2 separate regions of the Capra hircus genome follow, and region 2 is linked to region 1. A link is a contact called in public Hi-C data. All regions are on one chromosome and are shown on one strand. Each heading gives the region's core, a stretch centred on a gene start, on an enhancer-like site or on the middle of the called end of the contact. The rest is flanking DNA. Distances are from core to core; before and after follow the strand shown.

Evidence for each region. Hi-C and Micro-C count contacts between places; a contact is called where the count stands out from the background.
Region 2: a contact with region 1 is called in a Hi-C map of blood, with 3 times the contacts expected there. The contact joins the enhancer-like site here to the promoter of DNM2 in region 1. A contact is called at or near these places in 2 of 5 Hi-C or Micro-C datasets (both in blood).

What each region holds. Positions count from the first base shown.
Region 1 is chr7:95,069,897-95,076,821 of ARS1.2, forward strand. DNM2 (dynamin-2) reads left to right here and starts at 4,366. Exons shown (of 21, transcript XM_018051081.1): 1 at 4,366-4,715. The coding sequence starts at 4,555.
Region 2 is chr7:95,125,089-95,132,013 of ARS1.2, forward strand. It overlaps DNM2 (dynamin-2), which reads left to right. Exons shown (of 21, transcript XM_018051081.1): 6 at 626-786; 7 at 4,337-4,479. Among named protein-coding and RNA genes, the nearest start is that of TMED1, 37 kb to the right of the region's middle. Within about 2 kb of position 4,508, at least 1 of the 5 cell types and tissues checked has an H3K27ac peak or open chromatin away from gene starts, as enhancers often do.

The DNA of each region.
Region 1 (6,925 bases), core at 3,116-5,615:
CCCTGAGAGCCTGGGCAAAGGAAAGAGAAATACCGTTGCTTTTATTTATTTACTTTTGGCTCTGCTGGGTCTCACTGCTGTGTGAGGGCTTTCTCTAGTTGCAGCAAGTAGGGGCTACGCTTCATTACAGTGCACTGGCTTCTTGTGTTGGCTTCTCTTATTGTGGAGCAGAGGGGTTTTCATTCTAATCCCAAAGAAAGGCACTGCCAAAGAATGTTCAAACTACTGTACAATTGCACTCATTTCACGTGCTAGCAAAGTAATGTTCAAAATCCTTCAAGCTAGTCTTCAGAAGTATATGATCTGAGAACTTTCAGTTGTATAAGCTGGATTTTGAAAAGGCAGAGGAACCAGAGATCAAATTGCAAACACCCATTCAATCATAGAAAAAGCAAGGGAATTCCAGAAAATCTACTTTTGCTTCATTGACAATGCTAAAGCCTTTGACTGGATCACAAAGTGGAAAACTCTTAAAAGAGATGGGAATACCAGACCACCTTACCTGTTTCCTGAGAAACCTGTTTGCAGGTCAAGAAGCCAATTAGAACCAGACATGAAACAATGGACTGGTTCAAAACTGGGAAAGGAGTACATCAAGGCTGTATATTGTCACCATGCTTATTTAACTTATATGCAGATTACATCATAAGAAATGCTGGCCTGGATGAAGCACAAGCTGGAATCCAGATTCCCAGGAGAAATAACAACAATTTCAGATATACAAATGATACCATTCTAATGGCAGAAAGTGAAGAGGAAGTAAAGAACTTCTTGATGAGATTAAAAGAGGAGAGTGAGAAAGCTGGCTTAAAACTCAGCTTGCAAAAATCTAAGATCATGGCATCCAGTCCCATCACTTCATGGCAAATCAGTCAGCTCAGTCTGTTAGTCATGTCCAACTCTTTGGGACCCCATGGACTGCAGCACACCAGGCTTCCCTGTCCATCACCAATTCCCAGAGCTTGTTCAAACTCATGTCCATTAAGTCGGTGATGCCATCCAACCATCTCATCATCTGTCATTCCCTTCTCTTCCTGCCTTCAATCTTTCCCAGCATCAGGGTCTTTTCCAATGAGTCAGGTCTTTATATCAGGTGGCCTGATAAGATTACTGGAAAAATAGATGGGGAAAAAGTGGAAATAGTGACAGATTTTATTTTCTTGGGCTCCAAGATCACTACACACGGTGACTGCAGCCATGAAATTGAAAGACAGTTACTCCCTGGAAGAAAAGCTATGGCAAACCTAGACAGTGTATTAAAAAGCAGAGACATCAGCTGCAAAGGTCTGTCTAGACAAAGTTTTGTTTTTTCTAGTAATCATGTATGGATGTGAGAGTTGGACCATATAGAAAGCTGAGTGCTGAAGAATTGATGCTTTTGAATTGTGGTTCAGGAGAAGACTCTTGAGAGTCCCTTGGACTGCAAGGAGATCAAACCAGTCAATCCTTAAGGAAATCAGTCCTGAATATTCATTGGAAGGACTAATGCAGAACTGAAGCTTCAATAATTTGGCCATCTGATATGAAGAGCCAACTCAGTGGAAACGACCCTGATGCTTAGAAAGACTGAGGGCAGGAGGAGAATGGGGTGACAGAGGGTGAGATGTTAGGATGGCATCACCGACTCAATGGACATGCGTTTGAGGAAACTCCGGGAGATGGTGAAGGACAGGGAAGCCTGGTGTGCTGCAGTCCATGAGGTCACAAAGGGTCATACATAACTTAGCCACTGAACAATAACAACCTAAAGACCTGTTCCACCAGTTTCCCTAGTGCACGAAGGGCCTCATTCTGCACCCTGGGTTCCTTTCAGGGAAGGTTGAAGGTCAACAGCTGCAGCAGCAAAGATTTAATCTCTGCAGAGGCAGATGATCAATGCCCTTGGCAAAGACCAGTTTGTAGTTGACAGGTACATGGTCCCCACTCCCACCCCCAGTGACAATAATAAGTAACCAAAGCAGCACTGGTGTCTGGGAACCCAGCTTGTAGGTAATGCCTAGAGTGAGAGTTGCATCCTTTTCCTGTGACTCAGACCCCAAGCCATCCTGGGGGGTAGGTGGAGTGAGGACTCTTGTCTTCCCCCTTTTGTAGATGAGGAAACAAGTCCAGAGAGGGGGAAATCACTTGCCCAAGGTCACCATTAAGGAAGTAGCAGCTTGGCTCCAGAGGTCTGGCTCTTAGCCTTGACTCTTCAAACTTGTGGCTTAATTTCATTGTCAGTAAACACAGTGATGAAAATATATGTGATCCAGAAGGTGCTTACAGGGCTTCCCAGGTGGCTCAGTGGTAAATAATCAGCCTGCCAACGCAGGAGACGTGGATTTGGTCCCTGGGTCAGGAAGATCCTGAGATCTCCAGGAGAGGGAAATGAAAACCCACTCCAGTATTCTTGCCTGGAGAATGCCATGGACAGAGGAGCCTAGCAGGCTACAGTCCATGGGATCGCAAGAGTCAGACACAACTTAGCGACTACACCACCACCACAGTATTCTTGCCTGGGAAATCCCACGGACAGAGGAGGCTGGCAGGTTACAATCCATGGGATCTCGAAAGAGTTGGACAGGACTTAGCTGGCTAAACAACAAAGAAGGTGCTTGCACCATGCCTGACACTGTTCTAAACAGTTGTCAAATGTATTTAACTTTTGCAACCTTATGGTTTCTCATTTTACAGATAAGGAAACTGAGAAATGAAGTCACTTGGTCATTATCACCCAACAAAGAAACAGGCCCAGGATCTAATCCAGATATGGCCAGTTACAGAGCTGGTGCTCTGAGCTGCGGTGTTTTTAAATTGAAACATAACGCATGTAGAAGGATGTACAGTCACATATAAATTTCTCAATTTGTGTATCCATGAATATGAATGTCAGCATCTTTTACGTGCTGTTCTGTACCTTGCTTTTTTTTTTTTTTTTTTTTGCCAGTAAACAACTTAACCTTTTATTTGCCCAAGGCCAGCTTCCTGCAGGAGATGGGACAGTAGATAAAGTGTACCCTGCGCCATCAAGTATCTCCTCAATTTTGTGTGTCAGTCGCTCAGTCATGTCCGACTCTGCAACCCCATGGACTGTAGCCCACCAGGCTCCTCTGTCCAAGGGATTCTCCAGGCAAGAGTACCGGAGTGGGTTGCCATTTCCTTCTCCATGTACCTTGCTTCCCCCCAACCTTTCTCTTAGTATACTGTATCTCAAATTGTTTACACTTTAGTACATGAAAATTTACTCAATTTTGTTTATGGATTATAAACAGTATTTACTTAATGAGCTCCATGGATGAGCAGTTAGGGTATTGCAAGTTTCTGCCACCGTAGTCAAGGCTGCAATGCCAAACACTGTCAGTCTTTTTGCTTGTCTCTGAGACCTGCAGTTTTGGGTCATGAAGAAGGCAATTCCACTCTGCCATTCTTTCACCCCTTGTTTCTCCATTCCCCTGTTACTGCCTGGCCCAGTCAGACTACTTCCCCACCTCCTTTGCTCCTAACTCCTTACTGAGCTACTTCTCTCTGGCTTAGTTTTCTGAATGTTGAGCTTTAAGCCAACTTTTTCACTCTCCACTTTCACTTTCATCAAGAGGCTTTTTCTTTCCTCTTCACTTTCTGCCATAAGGGTGGTGTCATCTGCATATCAAAGTATATTTGGACCTTCAAAATATGTTGGGACCCCGCGCAGGGAGCTGATTTGCAAGCTCGCGGCTAAGATGCATTTTGAGACTTGTAGTTTTCTTTAGAGCCCAGAAACACAAGTGACTATCAGCACTGAGTCCTACCACTAGGCGGCGCGCGTTGCCTCGTACTGTGAACCTATCCTATGCTCCAGAAGACCCTACTTGCCATACGACATTCACAAACTAGAACGGGGCGGGGGAGGTTTTTTGATGGACAGATACGGCTTTCAATCAGAGTCAAGATTTGGAAGTTAAATCCCACCCTCTTTGACTTGTTGGGTGATAGAAGGGAGTGATATTTATATAAACCAATGGGAAAATTTTAGGGAACTAAATAGAGTCAAGCGAAGAACCGATCCCTAGTATCATTGGCCAGCCTTGTTGATTGGTGGGTCTGCTTGCCAATAAGACTAGCGGATGTTCCTTCTATCCGGGAACACCCCCTAGTAGGCGGGGCCAACATGCCTTTTCCCGAAACACCGCCTCCCGGCCGAGACAACTCGCTTGCCGCTGCTATTGGCTCTTGCACAATAGCGACAGTTCTTGCGCCCAATGAGTCAGAGAATAGGCCCCAGGGGGCGGGCTCATTCGGCAATCGGCCCGTGCCTCACTTTCATTGGTTTGTGTGCAGAAGTGACAACCCAGCCGGCCAATCGGAGTTAGTCCGAGGATTTTTGGCGCAGCCCCAGGGCTCCGGCGGGAGGTCGGTCGGGTCGGGTGTCGCTTGAGAACCGGATGAGGCGGCGACCGTGAGGCCGAGCCGGGAGCGGGCGTCGCGCCGAGGCCCGGGCGGGCGGGGAGCAACGGCTGCGGACGCCGCGGGGCCGCGTCGTTGAGGGACAGGGTCGGGCGAGGAGCGCGGGTCGCTCGGGCCGGGGCCACCGGCGCCATGGGCAACCGCGGGATGGAAGAGCTGATCCCGCTGGTCAACAAGCTGCAGGATGCCTTCAGTTCCATCGGCCAGAGCTGCCACCTGGACCTGCCACAGATCGCCGTGGTGGGCGGCCAGAGCGCCGGCAAGAGCTCTGTGCTCGAGAACTTCGTGGGCCGGTGAGCGAGCTCGGTGGCGACGGCGGGCGGGCGGCGGCCTACGGCGCGGAGGGCGGACTGGGAATGGCGCGCCCTGCGCCGCCGGCGTAACTGCGGCGCTTGCGTGCCCGCGACCGGGACGGGGACAGGGGGGCGGGCCCTGTGGGACGCCCTGAGTGGTGGGCTCCCTGTAGGGGCTGGGGAGCCGGCCCAGACCTAAGGGGTGTCCCACGCGCTGGGGGGCATGGGCCAGGAAGTGCAGTGCAAGACCTCTGACTCTCTGGCCCCCAGCTCTAGTGGGTGAATTCTACCATCTGGTTGTCTCTCTGTCCTGAACCTGTCTCCTGGATATTTACTGGGCCGATCCCCGTGGTCTGGCCGGCTGCTCATTGATTTGGAGCAGTTCCTGTCGTCTGGCTTGCTGTCTCTCTGTCCTGGATAGGCTTCCCTGCCACCACCATTTGGCTGTCCATCTGTCCAGGACCGCAGGGCAGCCCCCTGCTGCCTGGCTAGCTAGCCAGAAGGCCCTGTCCTGTCTGGTTGCCCATCCGTGCCCCTCACAGACTTAGCTCTTCCTCTGTTGGGTTACCCAGCTGGCCTGTGCTGTCTGACTGGCTGGCTGGACCCTGGGAGACCCTGTTGTCTGGCTCTCCTGGGCTGCCTCTTCAACTTGGTGCCTGGCGAACGCTGGCTCCTCGCTTCCAAGTGGATCCTTTTGTCTTTGTGTCATGGTGTCAGTCCTTCTTGTCTCCCTGACCCCACTTCTGGGCAGGGGATGAGAGGAGCTTGCAGAAGAGAAGGGGGCTGAAGGGTGAGACTTGAACTCCTCTCCTCTGAATTGGAAGTAGGACCCTGGGGGGCAGACTTTTTCCAGGAGTCTTTCCTGGCCCATGTCAGGTTGCCTGCAGGGCCCTGGAACATGGGGACCAGCCCCCAAGCCAAAGCCTGCATGGTGGGGATCCTCCTTGGATCCTGAGAGGAACTTCTGGCCCGATCAGGCTGCAGTGGCAAAAGCTTGGATATAGCCTTCCCTGGGAAGCCCCGAGAAGTTTCAGTTTGCCCATCTGTCCAGTGGACAAATTCCACTCTGGGCTGTTTCCAGGATTCACAAAGCTAATGGAGGAGAATGGGCCCTGTGGCCACTGAGAGTGGTTACCTCTCCCCTCTCCTCCCCCCACCTCTTTTCCTTCTGTCTCCCAGATGGGGGGCCACTTCTCCATTCTGGGAAGGACTCCATTTGCGACTGCGGCTGCCAGATGATAACGTCATGGCGGTTGGTAGTTTACTCGTGAAGTCCTGTGTCCGACTCTTTGTGACCCCATGGACTGTAGCCCACCAGGCCTTCTGGTCCATGGTATTTCCCAAGCAAGAATACTGGAATGGGTTAGCATTTCCTCCTCCACGGGATCGTCCCAACCCAGGGATTGAACATGTGTCTCCTGCATTGCTGGCAGATTCTTTACCGCTCAGCCAGCAGGGAAGCCCTGATAACGTCATAGTCATCATCATGTTCATATTGTTGTTGTTATCATTGTTAAAGAGGTTCATCCAGCAGCCCCCAAGCTGACTTCTCTCTTGGTTCAGCTCAGAAAAGACTTGCTGTTTGCCCAAGGCCACCAGGCTGGCACTCAGTGGAGCCCAGCTGGGTGCTCAGCCCCGCCCCGCCTGCACAGTGGCCTAGGGTTTTGCTCCCAGCGGCATGAATTTCCTCCTTTGCTGCTGTGTCCCTGGCGAAATGCCCTCTTTCTACTGTGGCGGAAAGGTGTGTGGACTTGGGATCAGCCCAGCCTGGGTCCCCTGCTTGGCCATCCTCCTGCCTACCCAGGCTTCCGGTGGGTGTCTGCAAAGCTCTGTCCATTTCGTCTGCCTCGTGACCTTGCGCAGGTTGTTTGACCTCTCTGAGCCTCAGTTTTCCCACCAGAAAAAGGGCTAATGGACCCTTAACAGGACTTGCAAGGATGTAGTGACACGGTGTGTTAAAAGTGCTTACTTAGCATAGTGCCTGGCACCTAGTGGGTCTCCTTGGAGGGTGCTGTTGCTCACTAGGCTGGTTCCGTCGTGGGTGTGTGTATGCTTAGTTGCTCAGTCGTGTCAACTCTTTGTGAGTCTGGACTGTAGCCCTCAGGCTTCTCTGTCAGTGGGATTTCCCAGGCCAGAATACTGGAGTGGGTTGCTATTTCTTTCTCCAGGGGATCTTCCCTACCCAGGGATCAACCCTAGGTCTCCTGCTT
Region 2 (6,925 bases), core at 3,258-5,757, 55 kb after region 1:
TGCCCTCAGTCTTTCCCAGCATCAGGGTCTTTTCCAGTCAGTCGGCTCCTCACATCAGGTGGCCAGAGTATTGGAGCTTGAGCTTGAGCTTCAGCATTAGTCCTTCAAATGAATATTCAGAGTTGATTTCCTTTAGGATGGACTGTTTGATCTCCTTGTGGATCTTAGTTCCCTGACCAGGAGTCGAACCTGTACCCTCTACATCGGAAGCTCAGGGTCTTAACCGCTGGACTGTCAGGAAGGTCCCCAGATATAGTAGCTGTAGAACAGGTATTAATATCTGGCACGATTAGCTTTTCCCATTGGCCTTCTTTTTCACATACTGTTTTCTGTCTTTAAAGCTCAGATTGTGGATTTCATCTCCTCCCGAGCTGTTCTTTCTCCAGTCCCTCTCACCAGGCTGAATGTAATCTCTCCTTCTGAACACTTACGTTGCTCTGTGTTTGGATTCTCAGTGTTGCCTCTGAGTAACTCATGAGGCTTCTCACCTCATCTGGGAGTGACTGGGAGGGCGGGATCCATGTCTACACCTGCATATTGTCCAGCCCCATGGCTGGCCTGTAGTGGGCGTCTGGGTTCCTAGGCTTGCCTGGCACTGCCGTGACCTGACCCTCTCTCTCCGTAGGCTACATTGGAGTGGTCAACCGCAGCCAGAAGGATATTGAGGGCAAGAAGGACATCCGCACAGCACTGGCGGCTGAGAGGAAGTTTTTCCTTTCCCACCCAGCCTACCGGCACATAGCTGACCGCATGGGCACCCCACACCTGCAGAAGACTCTGAATCAGGTACGGTGAGGACTTTGTGCAGTTGCTCAGGCTGTGCACTGCAAAACAGCTGCATTCCACAGTGGTGCTGCCGCTAGTCTAGAGCAGCACTCATTTTAGCAAAGCTGAGTTCAGTGAACGTTTGCATCAGTGCCTGGAGAAGAGTCAGTGCCAGTATTATTATTACCATCACTACTATTGTTACCATTATTTTTTAAGTTTTTCATTGAAGTATAGTTGATTTACAATGTGTTGATTTCTTCTGTACAGCAAAGCAACTCAGTTATACATACATATATTCTTTTTTTTCTTAAGTAGCTTATTGATTTATTTTTGGCCGCACTGGGTCCCTGTTGCTGTGTGGACTTTGTCTTATGGTGCTGAGCAGAGGTCTGCTGTCTGGTTGTAGTGCATGGGCTTCTCATTGCAGTGGGTTCTCTTGTTGCGGACCACGGGCTCTAGGGCACTGAGCCCGTAGTTGTGGCTCACAGGCTCAGTTGCTCTGCGACATGTGGTATCTTCCCAGACCGGGGATTGAACCTCTGTCTCCTGCATTGGCAGGTGGATTCAAAAGGATACAGTGAAGCGCCGTGTGCCTCCTGCCTCTCACCCACCGCTGTAAACACTGCCTGAGTTTCTCTCTGTCCATGAATGCAGAAAGGACTTCTGAGAAGCACATTTCCCGCTTTATCCATAGTCATGGATGCCCCCCATTTCCTTTTAAACTTTTTAAACTCAACAGTATCTCCTGGAGCTCTGTCCCTATAGAAGCCTTATTCACTCTTTTTCATGGCCCTGTAGAAGCCCCTGGACACATGGGCCCTCATCTGTTTCAGTTCAGTTCAGTCGCTCAGTCGTGTCCGACTCTTCGCGACCCCATGAATCGCGGCATGCCAGGCCTCCCTGTCCATCACCAACTCCCGGAGTTCACTCAGACTCACGTCCATTGAGTCGGTGATGCCATCCAGCCACCTCATCCTCTGTTGTCCCCTTGTCCTCCTGCCCCCAATCCCTCCCAGCATCAGAGTCTTTTCCAATGAGTCAACTCTCCGCATGAGGTGGCTAAAATACTGGAGTTTCAGCTTTAGCATCATTCCTTCCAAAGAACACCTAGGACTGATCTCCTTTAGAATGGACTGGTTGGATCTCCTTGAGTCCAAGGGACTCTCAAGAGTCTTCTCCAACACCACAGTTCAAAAGCATCAATTCTTTGGCGCTCAGCTTTTTTCACAGTCCAACTCTCCAGGCTCTTTTTGGAGAGCCACGTGGCTGGTTTCTGAGGCTTCCAGTCAATAAAGGGCTAATGTTCACACTTGATCTTAGCCAAAAGGTGAGAAGGTGTTGGGCTGCTGTTTAATAGCATTGTTTTGCATGTGTGCCAGGTTCTCCGAGAGTGAAATCTGCGAGGTGGGGTTTTGTAGCTGCGGTGTAGCAGGCACTGTGGTCCTCTGTGGCCTTGGGGTTATGAGTTATCCCTCCTCCTTGCTATATGGTGGCACCTTGGGCCGCAGGGTAACAATTTAAAAGTTCTTCCTGCCTGCAGTGGGACACAGTGCCAGTTGGGGAGCTGGGCCCTATCCTGGGGAAAAGGCATATTTCTTTTTTTAATTTTTTGGCCATGCCACATGGCATGTGGGATCTTAGTTACCTGACCAAGGATCGAACCTGTGCCCTTGCAGTGGAAGCACAGAATCTTAACCTCTGGACCACGAGGAAAGTGCCAGGGGAAGGCATATTTTTGATTGGGGGCACTGACTCAGGACAAATCCCCAGATAAAGGCTAGGAACACTTCAAGTGTTAGGAAGCAATGTGGGCTGGCAGAGGGTGGAAAGGCAGAGCATACCTCTCAGGAGAACGAACAGGGAAGTGAGTGTCTGGTGGGAGGGGCCCTGCAGGAAAGGAAGCGGGGGCGGGGGGGGGGGTCTGCCTGGGCAGAGGGCGGGGGGAGGGGAAGGGAAGTAAAACTGTCCGCAGGTGCCTGGGGCTTCCTCTGAGAGCCCAGCTGGCCTTCTGGGAGCCTGGGCCCACATCCTGGTGCTTCCCAGAACGGGGTCCCCCCGCCCCTCTATCGCCCCATGAGCTAAACAGGGTCATGCCCCAGAAAGGCGACAGGGACGAGAGTGGACTGCCGCCCTCGGGGACCTGCAGCTCCCCAGGAAGGGGCCCCCGGTCACAGAGGGTTTCGGGGTGACCGTCAGATTCATGCCACGTGCGTGAGTCTCCTTCACACCTGTTTCCTCCCTCGGTAGGTAGTTTGTCATTTCTTTGTCTTGTAGGACAAAATGCACCACACAGCGGTGCATTTCCATTTGGGTGGTTTGAGTTGATTTTATGGCTTTTATTTATTTTTTTCATTCCTTCTCTCTTTCTCTTTTGAAAGAGTATTTTTAAAACGACAGTCCGGATACAGTGAGTGTTCCATTTCCTCCCATGCCGCGACAGGCCGCCCGACTACCACCCCCAGGCGGCCCGTGTCGCCACTTCCTGGGCTTCTTTCTCAAGACTATAAACCCTGGAGGGGCCGATGTGCCTGGACTGCCGGCCTCCCTCCTGCCTGCTTATCCCGCGTGCCCCGCCTCCTCTCTTTTCCTGTTCTATGCTTTCCATCTTCCTTGTTGCCACCCGAACAGTTAACATATTTACCCACTGCTCTGTATCTGACTTGTTTCTGTTTTTGCCATGCCATGTGGCATGCCGGATTTTGGTTCCCTGATCAGGGATGGACCCCATGCCCATTGCAGTGGAAGCGAGGAGTTCTAGCCACTGGACCGTCAGAGAAGTCTCTGTCTAGGTTTTTCATGAACAGCTCATCTCAAGGCTCACTACCTAATCTTTTCTGCACCGCTGCCTCCTTTTAAAGTTTGTGAATAACGATCGAGTCCCCATGGTTAAAAACCAAACAGTCGGGGGTGGTCTGCGGGAAGGGTCCTCCTGACCCTCATGAACCATCCTGCACTCTGTGCAGATGAAGGTGTGTTCTCAATTCTCCCCATCTTCTCAGAAGGGATCACATCCTACATGTGTCCTGTGCCTTTTCCGGTGAACCGTTTCTGTCATGGTTTGTAGGGCCCGTTCCTGTGGTCTGTGTCTGTCAGTCCTCCCGTGCCTGGGTCCTGCAGTGGCTTTGTAGCCTTTACAACTTTATTCATTTATTTATTTGGCTGCATCAGGTCTTAATTGTGGCACCCAGGCTTTGTTGCCCCACGACCTGTGGAATCTTAGTTCCCTGACCAGGGATCAAACCCCTGCAGTGGAAGGTAGATTTCTAACCACTGGACCACCACCAGGGAAGTCCCTCCTAGACTTTGTTCTGTTCTCCAGTGAGCGACACTGGCTGTTCACGGCCAGCACTTGGGTCCTGCTCTCTTGATCCATGGTGTGCGCGGCCCAGTTGATCCGCCCTCTCCCAGGTCCCCGTGGGCTGTCTGCAGCCTTGCGCTGCTGTGGACCAGGCTGTGTCACCCTTCCCTGCTGCTCGGGGTTTCCACTGGTCCCTTGAAGCTGGGGATGGAGCAGGTCTGCCCCTTCTCAGCATCCTGCCTGTGCTGACCTCTGACCTCTCTCCCACAGCAACTGACCAACCACATCCGGGAATCACTGCCGGCCCTGCGCAGCAAGCTGCAGAGCCAGCTGCTATCCCTGGAGAAGGAGGTGGAGGAGTACAAGAACTTCCGGCCCGATGACCCCACACGCAAGACCAAAGCTCTGCTGCAGTACGTGCCCCTCCCTCAGCCTGGCACTCACCCAGGAGGCTCGAGGGCCTCCTCCCAGCCATAGGCTCCCCACCCATCCATCTGTTCAGCAAACCCTTCACCAGAGCCTCCTGTGTGCTGGGCCCTGTCCTGTGCACCAGGGTTGCTCCAGTGTGTGGGGCAGACACCCCATGTGCTCAGAAAGGGGAGAGGAGAGGGATGAGACAAGATAAGTAAATAAGAACATGTGAATAATCTGTGAAATGGCAAAATGTCAAAGTGGGGAAGGGGCTGGAGAGTGCCAGGGTAGGCTTGGGGTGCTGTTTAAAATCAAGTGGTCAGTGAAGAGTCAGGCAGAGACTGAAGAGGTGAGGAAGCGGCTGTGCAGTCCTGGGGGTGGGGGCCTGGCCAGTGCAAAGGCCCTGCCTGAGGCAGGATTGCATCTAGCGTGTTGGAGAAGGCCCATGTGGGTGGAGCGGAGTGAGTGGGGGGAGAGTAGGAAGGAATGAGGCCCAGGAGGGAGCAGGGTAGGGCCTGCAGGGCCTCTTAGACCACGGGTCTTAGTTTTTGCTCTGAGTAAGGTGGGAGCCATGGAGTGTTCTGAGCCCTGGTAGGACCTGGCCTGACTCAGGTGTTCACGGGCGCCCCCTGGAGGCTTCAGGGAGAACAGACGTAGGGGAGGGCGCTGTGCCTTGTGCCAGCTACTCCTGCTTCAGTTCAGTTCAGTTCAGTTGCTCAGTTGTGTCCGACTCTTTGCGACCCCATGGACTGCAGCACGCCAGGCCTCTCTGTCCATCACCAACTCCCGTAGTTTACTCAAATTCATGTCCATTGAGTTGGTGATGCCATCCAACCATCTCATCCTCTGTCATCCCCTTCTTCTCCCGCCTTCAGTCTTTCCCAGCATCAGGGTCTTTTCACATGAGTCAGCTCTTCGCATCAGGTGGCCAAAGTACTGGAGTTTCAGCTTCAACATCAGGCCTTCCAATGAACACTCAGGACTGATCTCCTTTAGGATGGACTGGTTGGCTCTCCTTGCAGTCCAAGGGACTCTCAAGAGACTTCTCCAACATCACAGTTCCAAGAGCATCAGTTCTTCGGCACTCAGCTTTCTTTATAGTCCAACTCTCACATCCATACATGACCACTGGAAAAACCATAGCCTTGACTAGATGGACTTTTGTTGGTGAAGTAATGTCTCTGCTTTTTAATATGCTGTCTAGGCTGGTCATAACTTTTCTTCCAAAGAGTACATGTCTTTTAATTTCATGGCTGCAGTCACCATCTGCAGTGATTTTGGAGCCCCCCAAAATAAAGTCACCCACTGTTTTCACTGTTTCCCCATCTATTTGCCATGAAGTGATGGGACGGGATGACATGATCTTCGTTTTCTGAATGTTGAGCTTTAAGCCAACTTTTTCACTGTCCACTTTCACTTTCATCAAGATGCTCTTTAGTTCTTCACTTTCTGCCATAAGGGTGGTGTCATCTGCATATCTGAGGTTATTGATATTTCTCCTGGCAATCTTGATTCCAGCTTGTATTTCATCCAGCCCAGCATTTCCCATGATGTATTCTGCACATAAGTTAAATAAGCAGGATGACAATATACAGCCTTAACGTATTCCTAGGACAGTGCAGAGGACTGGGGGAAAACAGTTAGAAATGCTAAAGACAACCATAACACTAATAAATATCTTAGTTCTTTACCACTCACTTCATCACAGCCCTAATCAGCAATACTCTAGAGACACTTTTTAAGGGCTGGGCTGCATTCTAAGGGGCCAGGCGTGGTTTTACCACATTTCATGAATTACGTGTGCACTAAAAAGTCTTCACTTCTCTGAAAGCAAATTTCAGGTGGATTACTATTCATTGGCAGCATGTTTCTTTTTTTGTGGGGTGTCCAGGCTAGTAGTGCATTTTGAGATTGATGCCTTTTCTGAGTTGATAAAATCTTGAAACTCCTTAAATATCCTTACAGTGACCCTACATGGAGATACTGTTAGAATCAGCCCACTTTGGAGATGGAGATACTGAGGCTTAGAGGGCAAACCCACCTGTCCAAGGCCTCATAGCCCATCAGTGGTGGAGTCTGCGACTCCAGACTGGGAGGCGGTAGGAACTAGAGGAAGCCACCCAAACGGTGTGGAGGTGCTCCGTTTATATATCACAGTTCTACTGAATTAGGCCAAACCTCAGGGCAGAGGTTGCTGAGCTGTGATTCCCCCCTCCCCCACACCTCACTCTTTTGCAAAAGGGAGTGATAACTGCCCCTCGTGCCCCCAGTTCAATGAATGAATGATCATAGTAGGCCTGTGGAGGGGGCCTGGCGTGTAGCCAGTGCTTGCCCTCGACAGAGCCTGGATTTTGTCTGTTTTTTTGACCCACACATACATTTTGTTCCCAAAAAAATAAAAGGAGGAAAGTAAGCCATGGCTTGACTTGGGACATAGTCCCAGAGCCG